4 separate regions of the Mus musculus genome follow, and regions 1, 3 and 4 are each linked to region 2. The links are chromatin contacts, called in public HiChIP or PLAC-seq and promoter capture Hi-C maps. All regions are on one chromosome and are shown on one strand. Each heading gives the region's core, a stretch centred on a gene start, on an enhancer-like site or on the middle of the called end of the contact. The rest is flanking DNA. Distances are from core to core; before and after follow the strand shown. Region 1 holds the start of Ube4a (ubiquitination factor E4A). Region 2 overlaps Phldb1 (pleckstrin homology like domain, family B, member 1). Region 3 overlaps Gm10684 (predicted gene 10684). Region 4 overlaps Tmprss4 (transmembrane protease, serine 4).

Region 1 (5,520 bases), core at 1,918-4,417, 270 kb before region 2:
TGTGATTGTCGTCTCTAAGCCTTACTGCCTCTGTCTGCTATCCTAGGCCTAGTCCTGGAAGCTTCCAGCCTCTGTACAACATGGTGGAGTGGGTTCTCTTTTTCTGTTTCTCAGGGGATTGGGCTCAGGTTGTCACATTTGTGTGGCAGATACTTTTTCTTGATGTGCCACCTCACTGCTGCACTGGCCCACTGAATTATGACCTGCGTAAGAACCCAGCAAACATTAAAACTTAGAATGTTTTGTTTGTTTTGGTTTTTTTGAGACAGGGTTTCTCTGTGTAGCCCTGGCTGTCCTGGCACTCACTTTGTAGACCAGGCTGGCCTGGAACTCAGAAATCTGCCTGCCTCTGCCTCTGCCTCTGCCTCCCAAGTGCTGGGATTAAAGGCGTGCGCCACCACGCAGGGCTCACAGGTTTCATTCTTGACGTTTTATTTTATGGTTTTGGTGTTTGCCAGCATGTATGTGTATCACATGTATGCCTGGTGCTTTATGAGGCCAGAAGGAGTTAGATCTCGAAAAACCAAAAAAAAAAAAAAAAAAAACCAAAAAAAAAAAAAAACCAAAAAAAAAAAAAAACCAAAAAAAAAAAAGAAGCCTGTATGATATATAATTAGCCTATGATAATATTTGCCAATTTTAAGTGATTTCACCTGTTCTCAGCAGTTTTTAGTAATTTGCCCCATCATAATTCAGGTTGAAAACATCACCACCACTGTTTTAATAGTCCTTATGCTGACTCTCAACCCCAAGCAGCCACAAGTCTCTGTCTCTTCAAGTTTTCTTTTTCTTTATTGGGAGAGCTTGATTGCAGAGGCGAAACCCCAAGCCCAGCACTGGTGCTGCTTATATAGGCCTAGGAGAGGCGTGTCTCACACCCGGATTGGTTATGCATTCTACCTCATTTGCATGCCTCACACCTGATTGGTTATACTCTCAGTACCTCACAGAACCTCATTATCATGCCCGGGCCAGGCAGTGTCTTGGCAAAAAACGTTATTGCATATGTACACATTGGTTGTTTACCCAACCGTATGCGTGGTGGCCAGTGGTAGCCAGCGTCACCTTGTAATGGCATATGTGGCTTCCCACAGGTCCTGCTATCTATCTAGCCTTGAACTCCAAGTATATGTGTATTTTGTTTCTTCTTGCTGAAAAGCCATTTCATGGGCAGTCCACTGCTTGTCCATTCCCCAGTCAAAGGACACATGATGGTTTCACTTCTCGGCTATTATAAGCACTGCTGCAATGAGGATTCTTTTGAAATGTTCTATTTTGTTTTTATTTTGGTTTTTTCAAGACTCAGTTTCTCTGTGTAGCCCTAGCTGTCCTGGAACTCTCTCTGTATATGAGGCTGGCCCCAAACTCACAGAGATCCATCTGCCCTGTCTCCAAGGGCTGGAATTAAAGGCTTACACCACCACAGCCCAGCGTGCAAGGCTCTTTATGCAACTATAATTTCATTTCTCTGGAGTAAAGACCTAGGAATGAAGATCATATGGCAAATTCACTTTTAGCTCTTAAAGAAACAGCCAAATTCTTTTCTAAACTAACAGCATCGTTTTACATCCCTACTGACATGACAGCTTTTTGTTTTTATGAATCTTGAATTTTCAACAATATTTGTCACTACTTCAATATAGCCACATTAACATTTATTTTGTATTATTTTTATTTTGTGTATATGGGTGTTAGGGCTGTTGGTCTATCTTTGCACAATGGGCATGCAGAGCCAATGGAGGCCAGAAGAGGGCATTGTATCCCTGAGAGTGGAGTTAGTGATTCTAGCTGCTAGGTGCATGCTGAAATCTGAACCCTGCCTCCTTTGGAAAGTAAGGCGGTGCTCTTAACCGCTGAGTCATCTCTTCAGCTCAGAGCAATGGCTTTTTACACAACACATAATATTAATCTTTGCCCCAACCTCACTTTCTTAATGGTGACTTTTGAAATGCAAAAGTCTTTTTGATAAATTCCATTTTATAGATTTTGTTGCATTTGGGAGGTCATGTCTAAGACAAGATTGTCTCCTGTCTCATTATTTGTAGGTCATTGTTAGGGATTTGGTCTAGCTTTAACAATAAATGTCACTTAGAATATATGTAAAGTATTAGTAACAAATAAGAATAAAAGATATCATTGAAAAATATCTGAACATGTAATTTTATTAAACTAAATCTCACTTCATAGCAGTTATATAGATATACACTATCAAGTACAGCAAAGAAGTGCCTGGTACTCCTATGCATGTATGCTACCAATCTCTTGCTGAGGTATTGAGCTGTGCCAATATAATTTTTTTTAAGGGGTATCTCAGAATAGGGTAGGGTTTTGGTTGGTTGGATGGTTGGTTTGAAGTAACCCTAGGTTAGTCCAAACTCACTGAATAGCAGAGGATGACTTCGGATGCTCAATTCTCCTGTCTCTATGTACCAAGTGCTAGAATTACAGCATGCCCCACGGTGTCCCACTCACTACAGTTTTAATTTTCATTTTCCTTACTAAAACTAAGAACCAAGGCTGGAGAAATGGCTCAGACGACCCAGATTCAATTCCTAGCACCCACATTGCAGCTCACAACTGTCTGTAACTCCATATCCAGGGAATCTGACACCCTCACACAGACATACATACAGGCAAAACACCAATCAATGCTCATAAATATTTTTCAAAATTAAAAACTAAAAATTAACCAGACTTGTAGGCTGTATACTGTTAGCATTGTATAGATAAATCTAAGACCAACCCAAAATAGCGCGCTGCCTGGCACCTAATACCTGCTCAAAACGTCTTATACATTGTCCTTGTTGGTATTGTTACTGCTTCTAAGCCACAACGAGTGAAACGGCTCCAAAAAGCCATAGGACAGAAGGGAGCGTAAAAAGCAAAAAGTCACAGTCTGTGCAGAGCCCGACACCACAATAGTGTATCTGCCCTCAAGAGATGGATTTCCAAGGTCTAGCTTCATATTCCACAAAACTTCAAAGCACGCAGTCATAGCCAACCCTGCCCCGCCCCGCCCTGCTGCCTAGCCCAATCCCAAAGCCACTTCCGGCCCGCCCCCCACCCTCGCTAGCTGCCAGCAAACGTGCGCATGCGCCTCCTCGGTGTTTTCTCTGTCATTAGCGAAGCCCGACACCGCCCTACTTCCGGCGCGGGGTAAAGACCCAACAGGCTCGGCGCTCAGCGATGATGTCAGCTCCGGTTGCCTTGCTGAGTCGGAAGTAAGAACCTTTTGGTCGCTGTAGCTGTGAGGTGTCGTCGTCCCTGCCCTTTCAGGCTCCGGTAAGAGGCAAGGTATAAGAGGACGAGAGTGTTGAGGCTGCGACCCGGTTTTCTCCTAAGCAATTGCCAGTCAAGGCCCCTGCATGCCTGCTGTTCTCAACTGCTTGCCTGACCCGGGTCCGTCTTGAACTTCGACCCTGTCTAATCTGGAAACCCTTACGGTGCTCCGGCGTCCGGTGGCTCTGCACATTCCCTTCTTCTTTGCCAAGTCCCTGCTAGGAAAGGCCCGAGTGTGGGCTGTGGCTGTCTTTTGACTTATTTTATCTAGGACCTGCGCAGGGTGGGTGGGTCTCCCTGCTGCCTATGAATGTTACTGAACCCCAAAGGATAAAATACGAAGAGTGAACGACAGTGCCAGATGCCAAGGAGACAAAATGAAGCTCGACTCATAGCAATCAAACCAGTAGGGTGCGTGTAGCAAGAGGTTGACTTTTAAAGCGAGTGACGGCTTCCCAGCTGTAGCTCTTTGGATTCTGCTCGAGTTTTTCTTGGTCGAGAAAACATTTCTCAGATTGACCATAGAGTCAGACGTTTTGTGTTTAGTATTGTTCCTTTTAGGATTCTTTTTTGTCTCCTAGAGCAAGAATGGGTTAAGTCTCAATGTCATTGACTTTTTTGGTCCCAGAGACATAAAATGGGGCCCAAGATGAAATGCCAGGGTTTGTTAGAGACGGTTTTGTTTGTTGTGTTGTGTTCTTTTTTTGTTTTCGGACGTGTATGTGCTTCACTTGATGAGATCCTAGCTTGCAGATAAACGTATTGCAAGGATTTTTGTTACGACACCTAATGTAACACTGAAGGTATTTCCAGGTAGACATGTTACTTTGGGAACATTTTTAAATTCCAAAATAGAGACTTTATGGAGTACAATTTAATACAGTGTAATTTGGGCTTGGGGTAGGGAGTTGCTGGGGTTATAAACTAAGCCCTGGTGCATACTAAGTGCTCTAGAACAGAGCTACACCCAACCCCACCTTAGCCATAGAACTTGGCTATAGCAATCTGTTTTTCAGTGTTACCAATAGTTCTACTTTAAAACTGGATTGGACATGATCTTAAAATATCTGTATGCTCTCAGGAGCCAGTAGTGGCCTTAAAGGATTAGCAGCACTCTATATAAGTAGAAGCTTGAGTCAGGAGAAAATGAGAGAATTGTATGGGTCCAATGGTTGACACTTCCTAGAGATGTAGACTTTTGCAGCAGGTATGTAAAGTGAAGTTACTTACTAAAAATGAATCAAATCCAAAAGCCTTGGGGGGGCTGGTAGTTGTGCCATCCCAAAAGCTATCAAGAAAGTGGATGTGTTTCTGTGTGGCAACTGAAAACAAGGAATTTGGGTTTATTATTACTATTACTGTTTCTTTTTAAAGATAATTTTTTTAGTTTTGCTTATGTCTCCATATGTGTTTCTGTATATATGCATGCCATATGTGTGCAGCTGCCCACAAAAGTAAAGGGTATTGGATCCCCAAGAGCTGTAGTTACAGAAAGTTGTAAGCTGCCCGACATGGGTGCTAGAAACTAAACTGTGGTCCTCTAAAAGAACAGCAAGTACTCTTAACCACTGAGCCATTTCTCTTTCTTTCTCTCTCTCTCTCTCTCCCTACCTTCCTTCTCTTCCTCTCTCTCTTAATCTCTTTGTTTCTTCCCCTCTCTCACTTTCTTTCTTTCCTATTAAAGAATCTATTTTTTTATGGATGTGTACCTGTAAGAGTGTGTGGATGCCCACAGAGAGCAGGAGTTGTCAGGTCCCTGGAGTTGGAGTTGCAGGCATTTGTGAGCTGCCCTGTTTCAGGTACTGGGATCCAGACTCTGGTACTCTGGTAGAGTCATTTCTTCAACCTCTTACTTATTTATTTCTGAGTCAGGGTCTCACTGTGTAGCTCAGGCTGGCCTTGACATCAAGATCCTCCTGTTTTCACTTCCCAAGTGCAAGGATTACAGGTATGCACTACTCTACTCAAGCTGGGAAACTTAAAATAGGTAGAGTAAGTATTAAGCCAAACCAGGTATCGAGGGTCCATTTCACCAGACCTTTCTTTTCTTCCTAGGTACTTTTATTTTCATGTGTAAGCTCAATGACTAAGTCTAACCTGGATCTCCACCGAGGTTCTCAACAGGTGATCTGTGGGCCCTCATTTTTTCCTGTAAGTTGTCACATGATTTAGCCTTGCTTCTAAAGAAGGAAATTCTCTATACCTATTTTAAGTAGATACGAGAACGATGACTTCAGTGGG
Region 2 (5,741 bases), core at 2,848-5,347:
TTGAAACTCATTGAACAACGAAATCTCTCGTTGTTCAAACCCGGACCTTCCCTGGGATATCTGAGCAGAGGGTGTGAGAAAGGCAGCTGGCCAAGGACATCCATCCACCTGTGTCCCTGACTGGTCACTGACTGAGAACTACAGGACTCAGCCAAGCCATTTCTTCTTGGTCTCCATAGTCTTTCCCAGGCTGAGGTCTTCCGGGATCTCCAACAACCACAGTTCTCTCATCTTTCTGAGATGCTACAGCACAAAACATAAGGAATTGGACCTCATTCTAGCCTTTGATAGATAATTAACAATCAGAAGCTAGGCAGGGAGGTAGTTGCCTTTAATCCTAGGACTCTGTAAGCAGAGGCAAGTGGATCACTATGAGTTCAAAGCCATCCTGGTCTACATAGTGAGTTACAGGACAGCCAGAGCTATATGGGACCTTGTGTCAAAAAACAAAAACACAGATAGAAAGGAAAGATACTCCCAGTGCGGCTGGGGAAATGGCTCAGCTGTTAAATGCATTTACTATTTTTGGGGAGGACTTAAGTTTGGTTCCCCAAAATCATACAGTGGCTCACAACCATCTGTTGCTCTAGTTCCAGGGGATCCTATCCTAGTGCCCCTCTGGCCTCGGTAGGCATACCCCAGTGTAGTATACAGCAGGTACACACTAATGCGCATAAAATGAAAATAAAATTTTAAAAAATCCTTCTAGAGTTTTACCTCAGAGGTCTGACCTTTATCAGAGGTCAGGTTCCTTTTTCCTGTCCCGGCTCCTAGCACCCCTCAGACCCCCTTCTCCTGCCTCTGTCTTTGAGGCTAGGCCCTGGTATGAGAGGGAACGGGGTCGAGCCATCCTTGCATCTCTTTGCAAGTGTACATTTCGTGTTTAAGTAATTTGTGACACTGTAAGAGTACATGACAGTTCAAGGTCTTTCTGGAAAGGCAAGAGTAGAAAGATTAATTTAAGTTGATGGAGAATCCTCATTAGTAACAGAGGCAGAGCGGACCTTAGTGTTTGTCTAGTTTATAGCCAGAAACCAGAAGACTGTGACCCAAAGTCACTGAGCTTACAATAGGTTCCCCTGACTCTCTTACCTCTCTATTAATTATAGTATGTATTTGGTGTATATGGGGGGAGAGGCTGGTGAGAGGTCAGAGAACAACTTGTCAGATTGTCTCCTATCATATGGGTCATAGCAATCCAATTCAGGCCATCTGGCTGGGCAGCGGGCTCCTGTACCCACTGAACCATCCTGCCAGCTATGTTCATTGGTCTTTCGATGCAGGGTCTTGAGAAGGGGGTGCTGTGACATTGGGGGAGGGTCAGGACTGAAGCAGAGGAACAAGAACAAGTGAACCAGGAGAAAGGAAAAATAACTCTGCTGTCCCTGCGCTTGCCCCTCAGGCACGGCCTCTTACACGTTACCTTCCCAACCGGAAGGAGGACTTTGATCTGAAGACCCACATAGAGTCATCAGGCCACGGGGTGGACACCTGCCTACATGTGGTGCTTAGCAGCAAGGTACCAGACCTATGTGGCTTGGGGTGAGGGTGGGGGGCATTACTCATAGTCAGATCCTATTCAGAAGCACCCCCGGGGACCTTGGGATGGCCTCAGTCTGTCCCAACATTGTCAGTACTGTCTCAGTACTTTTCAGTGCTAGCCAGGGATAGCCTCTGGAAATGCAGACACAGGCGGGTGGCTAAAGGAGACAAGCTCAGAGCTCCATGTTCACTTACTTCTTTGCCGTTGCTCCCCACCAGGTGTGCCGTGGCTACCTGATCAAGATGGGTGGCAAGATTAAATCGTGGAAGAAGCGCTGGTTTGTCTTTGATCGGCTGAAGCGCACCCTTTCCTATTACGTGGGTGAGTTCCCACAGGCTGCCCTTGAGCCTGTCAGGGAGGGGGCTCCTGGGTTCCAACAGCTGGATTGTCTGGTCTGCTAGAAGGAAGCCAAGCTTCCAAGTAGAGGGCCAGAGGCTCTAATGGGCTTTGGCTTCCCACGCCTGAAAATGTACAGAGTGCACCCGATTCGCATTGGTTTGTTCTTCATTCATTCATTCATTCATTTGTTCGATCATTCATTCATTCATTCATTCATTCTGTGGTGGTGTTGAGTATCTCATAAACTCCAGTTCCTGTTTTAGACTCTAGAGACAACTAAGTGGTCATGCCTTCTCCCTTGGTGCATATGGTCAGGAAGTTGGATGCTAAGCAGAGAGTTAAAGTAAATACAGTGAGTGAGTTTGCTGACAGGAGATACCCTGATGCTGGGCTTCGGACTGCCCCTTAGTCTCCCTCAGAGACCTCGAGGTAATCGCTTGAGCAGTTTCAGGGACTCTCGGGACAGTCCAGGAACCAGGAAACTTATTTACGATGCTCTTCTTCATCCAGTCTCTGGCGTAGACTCCTGTCCCGGAATACCTTCAGCCTTTCCCATTAGATCCCGAGGTTCTGGGTGGCCCTCTAATCAGCCAAGGCTCAACGGTGCAGTGATCGGCAGTCCTCCATATGCACCACATGAACTCGCTGTGCACTGCGGGTTGGCTGTCTCTGAGGCACAGTGCGACTTTCTGGAACGTTACTGGGCGTGTTGGCAGAGCCAAGAGAGTTCTGAGGCGCTTTGCTTTGACATTAAGAGTCTCAGCGGGGAGGTAATGTGTGACACATTTGCCTACCAGTCACTCAGCCCCGCCACCTGCAAAGCTGGGGAAAACAGCCCTACCTACCAAGAGCCTGGAAAGGGGAGGGCTTCCAGGTCATGAATGCCCAGGCCCAGGGCCTTGCTTGCACCTCTTGACTTTCTGCCCTTTTAAGAAGCCTTCCCCAGCCGGGTGTGGTGGTGCATGCCTTTAATCCCAGCACTTGGGAGGCAGAGGCAGGTGGATTTCTGTAAGTTTGAGGCCAGCCTGGTCTACAGAGTGAGTTCCAGGACAGCCAGGACTACACAGAGAAACCCTGTCTCAAAAAAAAAAAAAAAAAAAAAGGAGAAGCCTTCCCCAGTCGACATGGGTCCTGGATGTGGAGAGACACAAGCCTGAGTGTAGCTAGAGGGACGTTGTCAGCCTGAGAAGCAGAGCCACTTCAGACACACTGGGGCTGAGATGCGTCTAGCTAGGTCCAGGGAAAAGGTTAGGCTGGGAGGCAGACCCTAGTTGAAAGTCTTGGCGTAATAATTATAGGAAATTCAGGGCCTGTCCATCAGACACTTGAACGGTTGGTACTCTGGATGCATCGGCTCATCTAATTTTTGCCAAAAGCGCTATATTGACACCTCCGTTACGTATAACGAGTTTAACAGGGCTCAGAAAGCCTTTGCCCACAGTCTCTCAGCAAGGACAAGGCCGAGGAGAGGGGAGGAGCAGCCACGAGTGGAGAAGAGGCAGGATAGAAAGCAGCAGAGGCAGAAAAGGAAGCAGGAAGCTGGCTCTGACTGTGCGCCAGGTGCTGGGCTGGCGCTTGGCAAAGGCAATCTTGGTTCATGCCTGTGAAACAAAGGAGACCACGTTTAGACGAGGAGCGGAAACAGAAGGAAGCCAGCCAAGGGAACAGACATTTGTAAGCCCAAGGTGTCACCAGCCATGATAGATACCACCAGAGGGTCAAGCAGGATGTGGCCCAAAGGCCATTTGACTCCGGGTCTGAGATTTGTGGAGAGAAGGGTTTCCACCATGCAAGCAGGCAGAAGTCAGATTGCACAAGACCAAGGATAGGTGGGCGGGACAGAGTGTACGAAGGTTGCTGTTTCCCTGTTACTATTTCCAGGGAAAGAAGAAGGGGGGCAGAGCACAATACCACTGGAGGATGGCCAGGAGGAAATGCTGAGATGGGTTTAGGGCTACACCAGGACCTGGGTGTGGCTTGCCGGTTGGACCCGCGCCCTCCTCCTTCCTACAACAGGAAAGCACATTAGATTAGCGTGGGTAAACCCCTCCAGGCGCTCACCTTACCTGGAACCGTTCCCACCCTCCTCAGCACTCCGGCAGTCATCCCTGCCTTGCTGTGTGACATCAGCCCGGAGTGTAATGCTGTAGTGACAGATGCCGAGTTCCGTGCCAGACTATGCTGGGTGCTCTGAATGGGCTCTTGCTTTTCACACCTCTTCCTTCCCTCAGATGTGGCAGAGTACTCCTGAGCTCCAAGCCACGCTGGCAAGCAACTAGGCTGTGTGCCTGTACCTCCTCGCCACGTTGTAACTTCCTAGCACAAGAGCCTAGGATCCCTTTGCAGGTGTCAGTTCCTAGGACTCAGTCATCCTGCCACGAGCAAGCGAGCGCCTGTTCTGTGCCTGGCACATAGCTGTTGCCGTTGGAGGAGGATATAGGTGTGGATGACAGAGGTTCACATTGAGTGTTGCAAGCTCTGTGCTGAGAATCTGTGGTGTCTGTTGCAGTGGCCCGCAGTGGATCTTGGTTAGGAGTTTGTGGACAGGAGGGAGATGGCCCTGGGGTGTGAAGAGCTGGGTTGCTAAGGGGACAGTGAGAATCTCAAGAGACTCCACCTAATTCAGTGTGGGGGAGGCTGCGAGGCAAGGATGTGTTGGCGGCAGTGTGAGCCAGGCACACACAGGCAGCTGGTTCCCCAAAGAGGAACCATCAGAGAAGGTTTTAAAACCCATTCCTCAACACCAGGTCAGGTGAGAGGCAGGGCTAGAGGCTAGGACAGGACCTTCAGGAGGCCGGAGGGAGGAGGGAACTGGGCCTGAAGTAACCCGGAGTGTGGGGAGTGGAGAGGGACCCATGAGAGGAGCTTACTGGTAGCTGTCACTTCTGAATTCAGTGGTTAGTATCATCCTCTCCTGGAGCTGGTGGCTGAGGGTGGCAGTTGTACCATGTGATCGGTGTTTGTAGTGGCCTGTTTCCCTTCCTCCACACCCAGTGTTCACCTCTGCTCTGACGGCTCCCCTCCCCCTCCCTCTCCCCCTCCCATTCCCTTCCCCTCCTCCCTGACCTTGAATGTTGTGTGCAATGTATATGCTCTATGCTGTTCACATGAAGGGAGTAGAATGGCCTAAAGAGCCCAGTAGGAATCAGTGTACGGCAGTTCTTCTTAGCCCCGCCCCTCAGAGGTGGGGCAAACCCCGCCCACCACGGAGCTAGCACTACATGCATCCCCAGCTCTGTGGCTGCTTCCTTCTGTGTTTTGTTTAGTTTGGTTTTTCGTTTTGTTTTAGGTTTTCCTTTTTGAGACAGACTTTCACATAGCCCAGGTTGGCCTTGAATTTGCTATGGTAATGGTAACCCGTGAACTGCTGATCTTCCTGCCTCTACTTCCCAAGTTCTGAAATTGTGTGTGTGTGTGTGTGTGTGTGTGTGTGTGTGTGTGTGTGTGTGTGCACGCACCCGTCTGGTTCTCGAGTTGTCTGAAGTGGGAGCTCTTCAACGCTGAGCAGCCCCAAGCCCTACCATGCCGGGGTTGTGTGATGTTAGGAGCCCAGGGCTTCATGTGTGCTAGGCAAGCAAGCAGCCAACTGAGTTTTACTCCTGCCTTCCTTATTTTCTTGAATAACACGAGATTCATATCTGTATAGTTCAAAATCAAAACATAAAAAGTTTACTTTGAGAAATAAGTCACCACCAAGCACAGGTAACATAAATTTTGTTTTGTTTTGTTTGGTTTTTTTTGTTGTTGTTGTTGTTTTGTTTTTCGAGACAGGGTTTCTCTGTATAGCTCTGGCTGTCTTGGAACTCACTCTGTAGACCAGGCTGGCCTCGAACTCAGAAATCCGCCTGTCTCTGCCTCC
Region 3 (5,416 bases), core at 2,072-4,571, 420 kb before region 2:
GACAAATGAGGGGATGGCTAGTAAGATGAGTCTTGGTGCATGACTAGCCTGGGAAGAACCAGAAAGGCACACGATTTCATCTTGCAACTCAGCTTAAAATGTATTACATGGAAGTAAACAGCTTTCGCCCTCAGACCACAGCTGACCATCCCTAACTAAAACCATGGGAAATAAGCAAGGATCCTGTGGGACTACAGAATCTATGTAACAGCCCTATGTGCTAGACGCTGGCTGAAACTGGAGACCCAGAAATAAATAAGATACACCTGCCTTTGAGAAAGCCCATTCTAGACAGGAAGATAAAGGCGCAAAGCCACAGTTGAGCAGGAGTGCAGTCTGGTCTGGGGGTGGGGGTGTTGGGTACAATAGCAACATTGTCACTAATATTGTTGCAGTCTCTGGGCTAACAGGAATATGGCTAGTATGTATCCACACAACTGACCTCCAGTCCAAAATAACCCTCTCACCTACTATGGACTGACTTGACAAGGGATAGGGCAAAAGAGAGCTTCAGTAAATGGGTCCTCACACAGCTAGACTGTAGCACTTTGAGGATGCCTTGGGCTTCTGCAGATCCCTGAGAAGATGAGATTTAGTGGATATCTATGAATATATTTGGGGAAATGGTTGAGATTTCACCAGAGTGACTAACCAGCTAGGTTCCTGTGCAGGCTCCTCTATTTCCTAGGCATTCTGCCAGACTTGATCCATATAGAATTAGAGACGAAAGGTTCATAGGAAAAGACCTAACCATGATGTCTAAGAGCTTCAGATCTCTGAGAGAAGATGACGCATCACATGACAGAGAGGGCAAGATAAGAATCTGATTAGCGTAAAGGCATCTTGGAAGATTCGAGAACTGGATCACCCAGATGAGACTCAAGCAGAGCCTGGAAGGAATATGGATTTGGCAGCAGAGATGGCAACAAGTACAGCAGGCAGGAATGCAGAAGGAGAAAGGCTTGGAAACAGAAGGGCAGACAAACACAGCACATGCATCCCTGTTTGCTTGTTTGATGAGAGAGAGAGAGAGAGAGAGAGAGAGAGAGAGAGAGAGATGACGTTTCAGCACAAATAAAAAGTCAAGAGAGGGCCAGAGCCCAGAACCACAAACACACATTCTGACTGGTCTTTGAAAGTTCCAGAACCTTCTGTTCCTATTTAGGAACAGGTTACATAACCATTATTCTGAGCATTATGGCTTTGTGGGAAAACATTAAGTTCCCTTAATTTTTTTTTCTCTGTTTGAAGAAGAAAAGTACTGTGACTCCGGTCTTACAGAAGAGGTCACGGATTGCCTGACAACTCCAACCACATCTGCAAAGCAGCTGACCAGCTCAGCAGTCCTGAGAAATGGGTTCTCGATACTAGGAAGAAGGCTACTGTTCTGGGTTAGAAAGCAATGTATGTGGAATCTAAGGCTCTTTGGCTCTAAGAAACTAGGTGTCAATGTCAGCACAACAACAACAACCACACACACACACACACACACACACACATCACTAGCATTGTGGAAAAGATAACAGCCCATGTAGATGCATGTTCTTATTGACTAGCCTTGGGGAGGTCAGGATCCACTGAGGAGGAACAAAGGAGCAGAAGGCTAGAGCCTTTAAAGGAAGCCCAGCAACTGCCTTCAGTTCCAAGACTAGTTTCTAGAATCACTAGAGTCTCCATTATTCATGGGCAGCCCTACCTCCTCAACCCTTGGGACTGCTTTCTCTTGGATGCTTCTGGAAACCAGTAAGTATGGTAGCCCTGGTGTTCTAGGGACCAAAGCTACTAAAAATTCAAACAGAAAAACTGCTTGTTGTAGGATGAAGAAACCCAGTTTACATGGTCTCCAGCAGCCTCCTGTCTTTCAGGACTGTCTCCTCTCTATTCCCCCAACGCCCTTAACGTTGTGTGGCTTCCTTACAGGTTCTTTCTTTGGACGGAAAGAGGAATTTAGGTGTCTGGTTGAATGACTTTGTACTCACAGAAATCAAAATTAACAAGGGGCTGGGGCAGAATCACCAGATGACACTATCATTACATCACTTGATTTTGCTATTCAGACTGGATAGCAGGGGGCTGGAGAGATGCCTCAGAAGATAAGAACACTGGTTGTTTTACCAAAGGGCCTGGGTTCAATTCCCTGCACCCACACGGCAGATCACAATTGTACTCCAGTTCCAGGGGATCCAAGGCTCTCGTCTGACTTCCATGGGTACTACACATATATGATATGCAAGCAAAACATCCATGCAAGTGTGCACAAATACATACACACACACACACACACACACAAACTTTTTTTTAAATAAAATAAAGGGTTATTTATTTAAAAAAATAAAAAAGACTGGCTAGCATCACATAAAAAGCCAAAGAACCAGTTATTAAATGGTAAAAAAAAAAAAAAAAATGAAGCAATGAATCAAATTGGGCAAACAAATGTGACAGGGTTAGAAGGCTCAACCCAGGCACAATTGCCTAAGCTACTTCATTTAGTCACTGGGGGTGGGGGGTGGGGGTGGGGGATTCCTGGACTAGAGAGACGACTCGCTGGGTAAAGTTATTTGTTGCTAAGCCTGACAACCTGAGTCTCCCGGTTACCTTTCTGTCAAGTTGATACAACTGGAGTCACCTAGGAAAAGATGGCTCCATTGAGGAATTGCCACCATCAGATTGGCTTGTGGACACAACTGTGGGACATTTTCTAGATTAATGATTGATATGGGAGGTCCCAGCCCCCTGTGGGTAGTGCCACCGCTGGGCAGGTAGTCCTGGGTTGTACAGAAAAGCAAACAGAGCAAGCCAGTAAGCAGAGCTCCTCCATGGTCTCGACTTCAGTTCCTGCTCCGAGGTTCCTGCACTGATTTCTCTGTATGACAGACTGTGACTTGGGAATACAAGACAAATAAACCCTTTCTTCCCCCAAGTTGTTTTTGGTCACGGTGTTTATCATAGCAACAGAAAGCAAAGCAGGACACCCAAGGACCCATGGGAACCAATGGCTGCAAACTGTCCTCTGACCACTACAGACTCATAATTTTTTAAAAATAAAACAAGGCTGCAAACTGTCCTCTGACCACTACAGACTCATAATTTTTTAAAAATAAAAATAAAACAAGCCCCACAAATATCCACTCCTACATAAGTAAGCCTCAATTTAGCATGGTTTGACATACAAAATTTTTCTACTTGGTGCAAATGTGAAAGCCATATGCATTCACTAGAAGCTGTGCTATGAGTTCCCAAGTTTGATCTTTTCCCAGGCTAGTAACAAGAAATAACATCCTGTCTCTCAGTGCAAAGCAATAGTAAGCCACCACAGTCAGCTGCGAGATCACAACCAACTAGGGAGCCGCCAAGCCTCTATAGTGTGGTACGGATAAGCTGTGATGTAGTACGGTTAATGTGCTTGATGAAGTTTAAGCTTATGATATTTTTACTTCATGATTTTTGCAACCCTTTCTAAGCCAAGAGCATTTATATGGGAAAAATAGGCCCCAAAGCATACACATAATCTTTTTGGTATGAAGAAGTAAGAGGTTGGGCCAGGGCTTGAAACAGCCACTTAACTTCAAAGCCTTTTTCCTATACTGTCTACCTGATTCATTTTCTCTCTCTCTCTCTCTCTCTCTCTCTCTCTCTCTCTCTCTCAGGCCATGGGATAAGAAGCAAGCAGGTTTTCCCTGTGGTCTCCTGAAGTATTAGTATTTGATAGCTCTGGATCTACCTCAATTTCGAAATATAAAAGGAAGGTTTCGGGAATCTAGGGACAGGAGAGAGATGTGGGTTTGCCCTTTCTCCTCAGTTCTAGCTGCCAAGCCCAGTATGGGAACCAAATGGAACAAATCAAAGTTGGACATATCAAAGCTTCCGCACTATGCCCTCGGAGGACCAAGCTGCCCCACCCATTCTTAAGCTTCTACTCCAATTAGTTTCAAACCCAGAACAATGGTTGTGAAATCACCGTCCATCCACCTGACTCTGTATCCTGAAGGCCATGCAGAAGAAGGCCATTCTCCAATACACACACTGTTTAAGGAAGTAGAAATGGGCTTCTTAGCCCAAGAAAGAATTTAACTCAATAAGCCACACATGAAGTTTCTTCCTCTATGAGGACCTCAGCTGTGGAAAGCCTAAGACTCTGCTCTGTCCAGGGGAGGATGCTGCCTCCAACGTAATCTTTGTTTAGCATCAACAGATGTTTTCTGTGGCTCCCAAAGAGCACAAAGAGAGATCTAGTGACTCTTTTCCATGGTTCACCAGAAGCAAACAGAATGAACGAATAACAATCGTGTCATGTTTGAAGGGCTTGGGGAATCATTTAAAAATGTATCCCTACTTGAGGAAAAAAAATCAGACGTCAGAGATTCAAGCTACTGTAGTGGGTTTAATCCCAGCACTCCAGGGGCTGATACAGAAAGATCTAAGGTAGCCTGGGCTACAAAGCAATACCCTGTCTCCTTCATGTCCTCTTTTTTTTAATCTTAATTTTTAATTGTTTTAATTTTTTAAATTTTGTTTGTATGGGTGCTTTGTTTGTGTGTGTGTGTGTGTGTGTGTGTGTGTGTGTAGGTGTGTCACATGCACGCCTGGTGCTCACAGAAGCCAAATGAATCTCCTAGTGCTAGAATTACAGATGGCTGGGAGCTGCCATGTGTGTAATGTGAATTGAATCCAGGTCCTCTGTAAGAACAGCAAGTGTTCTTAACCACTGAACTATCTCTCCAGCCTGAATCTTTTTTTTTTTAAGTAACTCACTGAGCCCAACTAGTGCTGTTCCTATCCAATGGTTCACACTTGGTGTCCAGTCATCCCCTAGAGGAATGGTTGGCCCATCAATCACCACACTTTCTCAATAGCTCCTCAGCTAGGAGTGGGACCTCCTGGACTCATCGCCCAGTGCTGCTGGAATGTCGGTTAACCCGATCTCCTGCAGGTACCCACAGCTGCTGTCAAGTCCAGAGGACAGTTTACAACACTGCTCTGCTCCCCTCAGCTCTTCCTGCCCCCTCCAGCAATGTCCCCTGAGCCTTGATGGCCTGGATACAGACATCCTATCTAGGGCTTAGCACTCAAAAAAAAATCACTTATTTCCAGTGTTTTGACACTCTGCATTAACTGTTGCACACTGCAAAAAGAAGCCTCTTTGACCATAGCTGACAGCATCCCTCGTCTATTAGTATAGACATAACTATTTAGAAAGTAGTTTCACTATACAAACATTTACCAAAAAAATAGTAGTCACCCCCAACTCCAGAACCTAGGACCTCCCCAGCTATAGACTTTTGGCCAGGTTTCCAGTATCAGGCATGAACTCCCTCCTGTGGAGCAGGTTTCAAATCCCATCAGAGAGTCGTTGGCTCTCCCGATAAAGGTCATGTAACAATAGTCCAGGAGGCTCCACCGTGTGTATGAGTGCATG
Region 4 (5,621 bases), core at 700-3,199, 500 kb before region 2:
ATTGCTGTTCGTCTCGTTATCTCCTGACTAGGTGTCCGTAGGACCAGGTGCTCTGAGCTGCTCTCATCCTCGTCCTGAAAGTTACCCTCTCCGGCCAGTTTGGTGATGACCAAGGAGGCAGAAAGTTCAGGGCAAGATACACTTTCTAGGAACTTGCCTCTAGGATCTAACTCCTTTCATGAGGCCACACTCCCAAACTTTTACCGTTTCCCAATAATGCCATTGTGTTTATGAATCTATCAGTCAATTAATCCATTAAACCAATGATCTTGTCAATTCTGGAGATGTCAACACAGACATACCCAGAATGTGATTCACCATGTCCTAGGCATTTCTGTGTATGTGTGTGCACATGTTTGTGCATATGTGCATATGTGTGTACATGTCTGTATCATGTGTATGTGGAAGGCAGAGGTCGACGGTAGGTGTCTTCCTCGATTACTCTCCACCTTATTTTTGAGACAGGGTCTTTCACTGAATCTGAGGCTCACTGATTTTCTAGACTAGATAGCAGCAAGTCTCAGAGGAGTCTCCTGTCTCCACCTCCTCAGAGCCAGGATTCTAGGGGTGTACCACTACACTCAGCCTTATATGTGGGTGCTACTAATCTAAACTCAAGCCTTCATGCTTATTAACTTCAAGCAATTAACCAAGAGAGACATCTACACAGCCCTTCACAGGCATTTCTAAGTCCAGTCAAGCTGACATCATAGAGGATCAGGGGGTTGGAGAGGAACTCAGTGGATAAGAGTCCTTAACCACTGAGCTGATGCCCTCGTCTGGCCTCCACAGGTACCAGGCACAGAAATGGTACACAGACATACATGTGAGCAAAATTCCTATACACATAAAAATATTTTTAGATAGAAAAGTGTAGTTGTAAGAAGTTTGCTCCTATCTACTGCTGAAATCCTATTGTGTAGATAATCCACAATTTATTTTGCTACTCAACCATTAAGGGTTTCCCAATGTTTAGCTATTACAAACAATGCTACTGTGAAAACTCAAGAATATATATATATATATATATATATATATATATATATATATATTTCTTGTGATTACATCCCACAGTAGATCTGCTGAGCCATCAATCTATAAACCAGCCCTGTGATTACTATCAAATCACTTAATCAAAGCACTGCTATAGTTTATATCCCACTAGCAAGCATAGACATCCCAGTTGCTCCATGTCCTGTGTTCTCACCAACACTTAATATTGTCAGTGTTTTAACTTTAGCCTTTCTAATGTATGGAGGAAGAGAGAGAGAGAGAGAGTTAGTTCACTGAAGCCTGAGTTTACATTTATGTAATGAATAACGGCAGTGAACATCTTTTGACATTATTGGACATTTAAGCATCCCCTTTATTTGTTTCTACAAAAAAATACAATATATGTAAAAATAAGCAAATGATTGACAAAGGAAGAAGCAATACAGATAACAGTCGGGCAGCCAATCGTTTCTGAGGCTCCTAACGAGTCTCTACAAGTGGCAAACTAGTTGAGGCAGGTCAAATAGGGGTATGGGTGAATTTTTCATTTCATCTGGTAGCTTATACGTAGCAGGAAGAATATACCCAGGAAGTGGGCCCTGCTGGTCCAGATCTCAAAGGTTCCCTCACTCAACTTAATCTGTTCCCTTCCATTGCAGGAGTCAGACAGTGGCCAACCCCTCAACAACCGTGGTAAGTTCACATCCCCAAGTCTTTGAATCTCAGCTACTGAGTGAGCCACCATTGTGCTAATGCTATGTGTGACCTCAGTCCACCATCCATCCATTCTTCAACAAGAAGTACTAAGTACTCATACGTTCCAGGATTTGTTTAAAAAAAAAAAAAAAAAAAAAAAAAAAAAAAAGCTTGGTCTCTGGGGAATATGACCAGCAGCCTGATGGCCAAGAACAGTGACTCCCCAGGCTATTCTGCCAGACCCTGATCTGCATGGAGTTGGGTTGAGCAATAGAGCAGCGTAGGCCCTGGTCACATGGAGTTCATGCCACCAAGAATTCGGGACACTGGTGTTTTACTGTTAGGAAAGAAAATAGCTGTGGATCTCTGACTAAAGGAGACAGATAAGTGAATCAGTAAAAAGCTCCCAGCTTTAAGGGTTTTACCCCTCCTATTATATTTTCTTGAATGCTTACTTCTGAGAGCCTTCATATCGGCAAGACGAATGAACAGGGAACATATCCATAAGACAATGAGCAATCCCACTCATATTAACGTTTTATTTGAATCACAAGTTAATAATAACCAGAAACAATAACTCGGCGAGTAGAAACAGTACCTCCTTTGTGCTCTGGAGTTAATGTAACAGTAGACCACAGAGTCCCCAAAGAGCACCAGGCTTCCCATGGCTCTTCCTGTGCCTCACCCAATGAACAAACCCAACAACTGCCAAACCAGAACACCTGGTGGAAAGGAAGCTGAAAGGAGAGACCGTGCAGCTGCTCAGGTGATGGGGAACACTGTATAAACCAGGCTAGATGAGTCAGCCAGCCATGGATGGGGGTGGCGATGGGGTGAGATCTGAGCTCCTGAGTCCCAGAAGTCAGGAATAACACTCAGGTCATTTGGCACCAGAAAACCAGCCTGTGGATGTAACTCTGTGTGTGTGTGTGTGTGTGTGTGTGTGTGTGTGTGTGTGTGGTGTGTGTGTGTGTGTGTGTGTACGCTGAATTAGCCGTGAGATCCATTTGGGTTAGTAAATGAAGTCAATTACACAGCGTAAAAGGTTCAGAGTACTAAAGTCCAGAAGTAAATGTGACCAGAGTCCCTGTTGTCACTCAAGAGGGAAGGGACAGGGGAAATACCACTTTCCTGGAAGCTCTATCTAAAAGCAATGGCAGGACAAACAGACAGAAGGAACAACCACAGGCATGGAGGATATTTCTAAACTTTAGTTAAGTTCCTTCCTGAGGAATATCCCTTCCAGAGAAGGAAGAGCCAGGACACACCTTTGGGCTTGGACACAATCCAATAGATTGTTCGATAACGGTGAAAACAAGTCAACCTCATGTCCCCAGAAGCAGGTGACCAGTAAACATATCATGCATGGATGACTGAACAAAATATTGATGTGTCCGTGGCCATGGGAACAGGGTAATTATGAAGACTTGATGTAAGGACTTTTAAAAAAAACAGGACCAGCTAGTATTATTGATAAAATTACTTTGTGGCAGGTCCTAACAACTTACAGGCCATACCATGTCTTTTTTCACATCCTTAGTACTGGGCCTCTGTACAGTTAAAACTCTCCATCAGGGAGGCACAGAGTTTGAGCTTTCTTATCAGGCCATTGATACCATCATGTATGGGGCACTGGCCTCTGGCAGACATCAGTCTGAGTTTCAGCTGAGCAGAGGACTGTGGGTAGAGCCAGACACATGACTGGCACTGTCTGAGACCGAATAAAGTGAGCTTGGAGAAGGGCTGACAGGATGCGCCTAAAAGAACAGAGCCAAGGATGGATCGTTTCCCATCTCGTGGACACTAGTTGGGTGTCTACTGTGGACCTTGCTCTAGGCACTGGAGACTCGGAAATGCACAAAAGACACCGTCTTCCATGGTGGCTTCATTTCCATTTCAGGGAGGGGTGAGAGGAGACAGAAAACAAGCCAAAGTAGGTCAGAGATGATAAGTGCTTTGGGAGAAAAACAGGCAAGAGGGGAAGATGGGAAATGCACAGTGGTCTTATCTTAAACAGGAAAATCTAGAGTGGGCTCACACAGAAGAGACTTGAAAGAAAGGCTGGAAGCTGAGGGAGTGAGCCATGTAGGTGTGGAGGCAGGAGAGAGGCCGCCTGCTGCTTTCTAGGTTTCTGAGGCTCTCAAGCTTCTTGCCCAGCCCCCCCTTGGGGAGGAAGGCTCCCACATGAGTTCATTGCCTGAAGGAAAGGGACCTGAAAAGGTCCAGAGCCTGTCTCTGATGCCAACTGAGGACTTTTCGCAACCTTGTCATACCCCATCTCCTTGGCCACCCAAGTGTTCTTTTGTGTCACTGTGACCGATACACCTGACACAAACAACTTCATGGACACAGGACTCATTCTGAAATAATGCCAGGATGTTTCAGTCCATGAAAGAGTGTTAGCAGAACAATTCACATGATGTCGCAGAAAATGGGATTCACAGAAGGAAATTTTAAAAGTAGGCAAAGAAAGTAGACTCCCAAATATAAACCCTCGAGATCTACTTGCTCCAGCTCAACCTTAACTTCCCAAGTTTCTAGACATTTCCAAAATAGTATCACCATTTGGGGACCAAACATTCAAAACTGTGAGCCTGTTGTATCATTTCAGATTCCGACTATGACACTCTATGAAACAAAGGTGGGACTGCTTGATTGTTTATTTGTTTGTTTTACAATTTTCAGGCAATGGGAGCCTCCGATGTGAGCTCCCTGGTCCCAATCTCTTTCATTCCAACCCTCTTCCTCCCTGACAATGAGTGAATCCTCTCTAGGTAATAGTCTCATCACACACCCTCTCTTGTTCGGAGCGTTCAGTGGCTCCTCAGTTCTGTCAGGACAAATGCCCAACCCTAGTCTGGTATTCAAGTCTCCACAAAAGGCCTTTGTCGTTCTGCCTCCCAACAGGCTTTGACCCACTTCATACTCTAGGACACTAGATGCTCACAGCACCCCCTCTGTGCCTGGGTCTGCACTGTCCCAGAGCCTCTGTCCCGTTTCTTCATGTATCAAAGTACCACCCACTCAGGAAGCCTTTCCCAGCATTCCCCAGGTGATGTCTCTACTCTACCTTCTTCCACCTGGTGGACTGCCATTTGTCCTGTTTGCTTCTTCTCCGAGACTCTAATCTCCTTAAAGACAAGGACCATGCTGGGGACTTGCTCTGTGTTGGACTAACTTGGAGGTGGGGGCCATCATAATACATAATAACTCACAAGTGCTATCAAAACTCTGCTACCCCTTCACTGTGTGGGGGAGGCAAAAAAATAAGGCAGTGGGCAAGGGATTGGGCTCAGGTGGTAGAATACTTACCTAACATGTGTAAACCCTTGGGTTTCATCCCCAACCCTGCAGAAACCAGCAGTGGTGTTATATGCCTCAAATTCCAGCACTAGGAGGATTGAAAGCTCAAGGTCATCCTGGTCTACATATAGAATATGAGGCTAGCCTGGACTAGGTCATCTTGGTCTATTTCTCGAACATGAGGCTAGCCTGGGCTACATGATCTAGCTCTCCTGCCCTTTAAAAAAAAAAGTTATCAGAGAAACAACTGTAGTAAAGAGGAGGGAAGGACTGATAGGGGTCGAGTCTAATGTTCTCCAGCACTGCAGAGTAACCTGCAGTTGATGACATTTGATGTCCCAGAAGAGCTAGTGAGAGAATTCTGGGTGTCCCCCACATATGCACAGAAATAAATGTCCTGCACGATAAACAGTAATTACCCTGATCTTATCATTGTGTGATACATGTGTTATTATAACATACATGTGTTGAAATGTTACACTATACTCCCCAAACACAATTATGCATTGATTAAAAATGAAAACATATTCAAGAATGGGGCCAGGACAAATGATAACATTTCATATATATCATGGTAAGTGCCCAAGTGCATATGTGACAATCTTGGGCCCCTCCCAGGGCAGGTACAG

What was found. Promoter capture Hi-C pulls out the DNA fragments that hold promoters and counts their contacts. HiChIP or PLAC-seq counts read pairs in DNA pulled down with a chosen protein or histone mark.
Region 1: a promoter capture Hi-C map of hippocampal neurons shows a contact between it and region 2, with 2.1 times the contacts expected there. The contact joins the promoter of Ube4a here to the enhancer-like site in region 2. A contact is called at or near these places in 4 of 39 promoter capture datasets (the 3T3-L1 cell line, the C10 cell line, hippocampal neurons and 1 more), 5 of 484 Hi-C or Micro-C datasets (the G1E-ER4 cell line, the N1E-115 cell line and embryonic stem cells) and 4 of 9 other capture datasets (adipose tissue, liver, macrophages and 1 more).
Region 3: a contact with region 2 is called in an H3K27ac HiChIP or PLAC-seq map of T-cell acute lymphoblastic leukemia, with 3 times the contacts expected there. The contact joins two enhancer-like sites. A contact is called at or near these places in 4 of 115 datasets of contacts at active chromatin or transcription factors (T-cell acute lymphoblastic leukemia and embryonic stem cells) and 2 of 9 other capture datasets (embryonic stem cells and liver).
Region 4: a contact with region 2 is called in an H3K27ac HiChIP or PLAC-seq map of T-cell acute lymphoblastic leukemia, with 2.9 times the contacts expected there. The contact joins two enhancer-like sites. A contact is called at or near these places in 1 of 484 Hi-C or Micro-C datasets (cerebellum) and 3 of 115 datasets of contacts at active chromatin or transcription factors (T-cell acute lymphoblastic leukemia, large pre-B cells and microglia).

Annotation. Positions count from the first base shown.
Region 1 is chr9:44,963,247-44,968,766 of GRCm38.p6, reverse strand. It overlaps Ube4a (ubiquitination factor E4A), which reads left to right and starts at 3,167. Exons shown (of 21, transcript NM_001346698.1): 1 at 3,167-3,282; 2 at 5,335-5,430.
Region 2 is chr9:44,690,152-44,695,892 of GRCm38.p6, reverse strand. It overlaps Phldb1 (pleckstrin homology like domain, family B, member 1), which reads left to right. Exons shown (of 22, transcript NM_153537.4): 19 at 1,403-1,519; 20 at 1,762-1,864. Among named protein-coding and RNA genes, the nearest start is that of Treh, 20 kb to the right of the region's middle. Within about 2 kb of position 4,097, at least 134 of the 459 cell types and tissues checked have an H3K27ac peak or open chromatin away from gene starts, as enhancers often do. A contact at or near this core is called in T-cell acute lymphoblastic leukemia, adipose tissue, hippocampal neurons and 1 more, where this site is marked.
Region 3 is chr9:45,108,991-45,114,406 of GRCm38.p6, reverse strand. It overlaps Gm10684 (predicted gene 10684), which reads left to right. Exons shown (of 3, transcript NR_033547.1): 2 at 3,648-4,422. Among named protein-coding and RNA genes, the nearest start is that of Scn2b, 6.2 kb to the left of the region's middle. Within about 2 kb of position 3,321, at least 7 of the 459 cell types and tissues checked have an H3K27ac peak or open chromatin away from gene starts, as enhancers often do. A contact at or near this core is called in T-cell acute lymphoblastic leukemia, where this site is marked.
Region 4 is chr9:45,186,194-45,191,814 of GRCm38.p6, reverse strand. It overlaps Tmprss4 (transmembrane protease, serine 4), which reads left to right. Exons shown (of 13, transcript NM_145403.3): 2 at 1,653-1,686. Among named protein-coding and RNA genes, the nearest start is that of BC049352, 6.8 kb to the left of the region's middle. Within about 2 kb of position 1,949, at least 51 of the 459 cell types and tissues checked have an H3K27ac peak or open chromatin away from gene starts, as enhancers often do. A contact at or near this core is called in T-cell acute lymphoblastic leukemia, where this site is marked.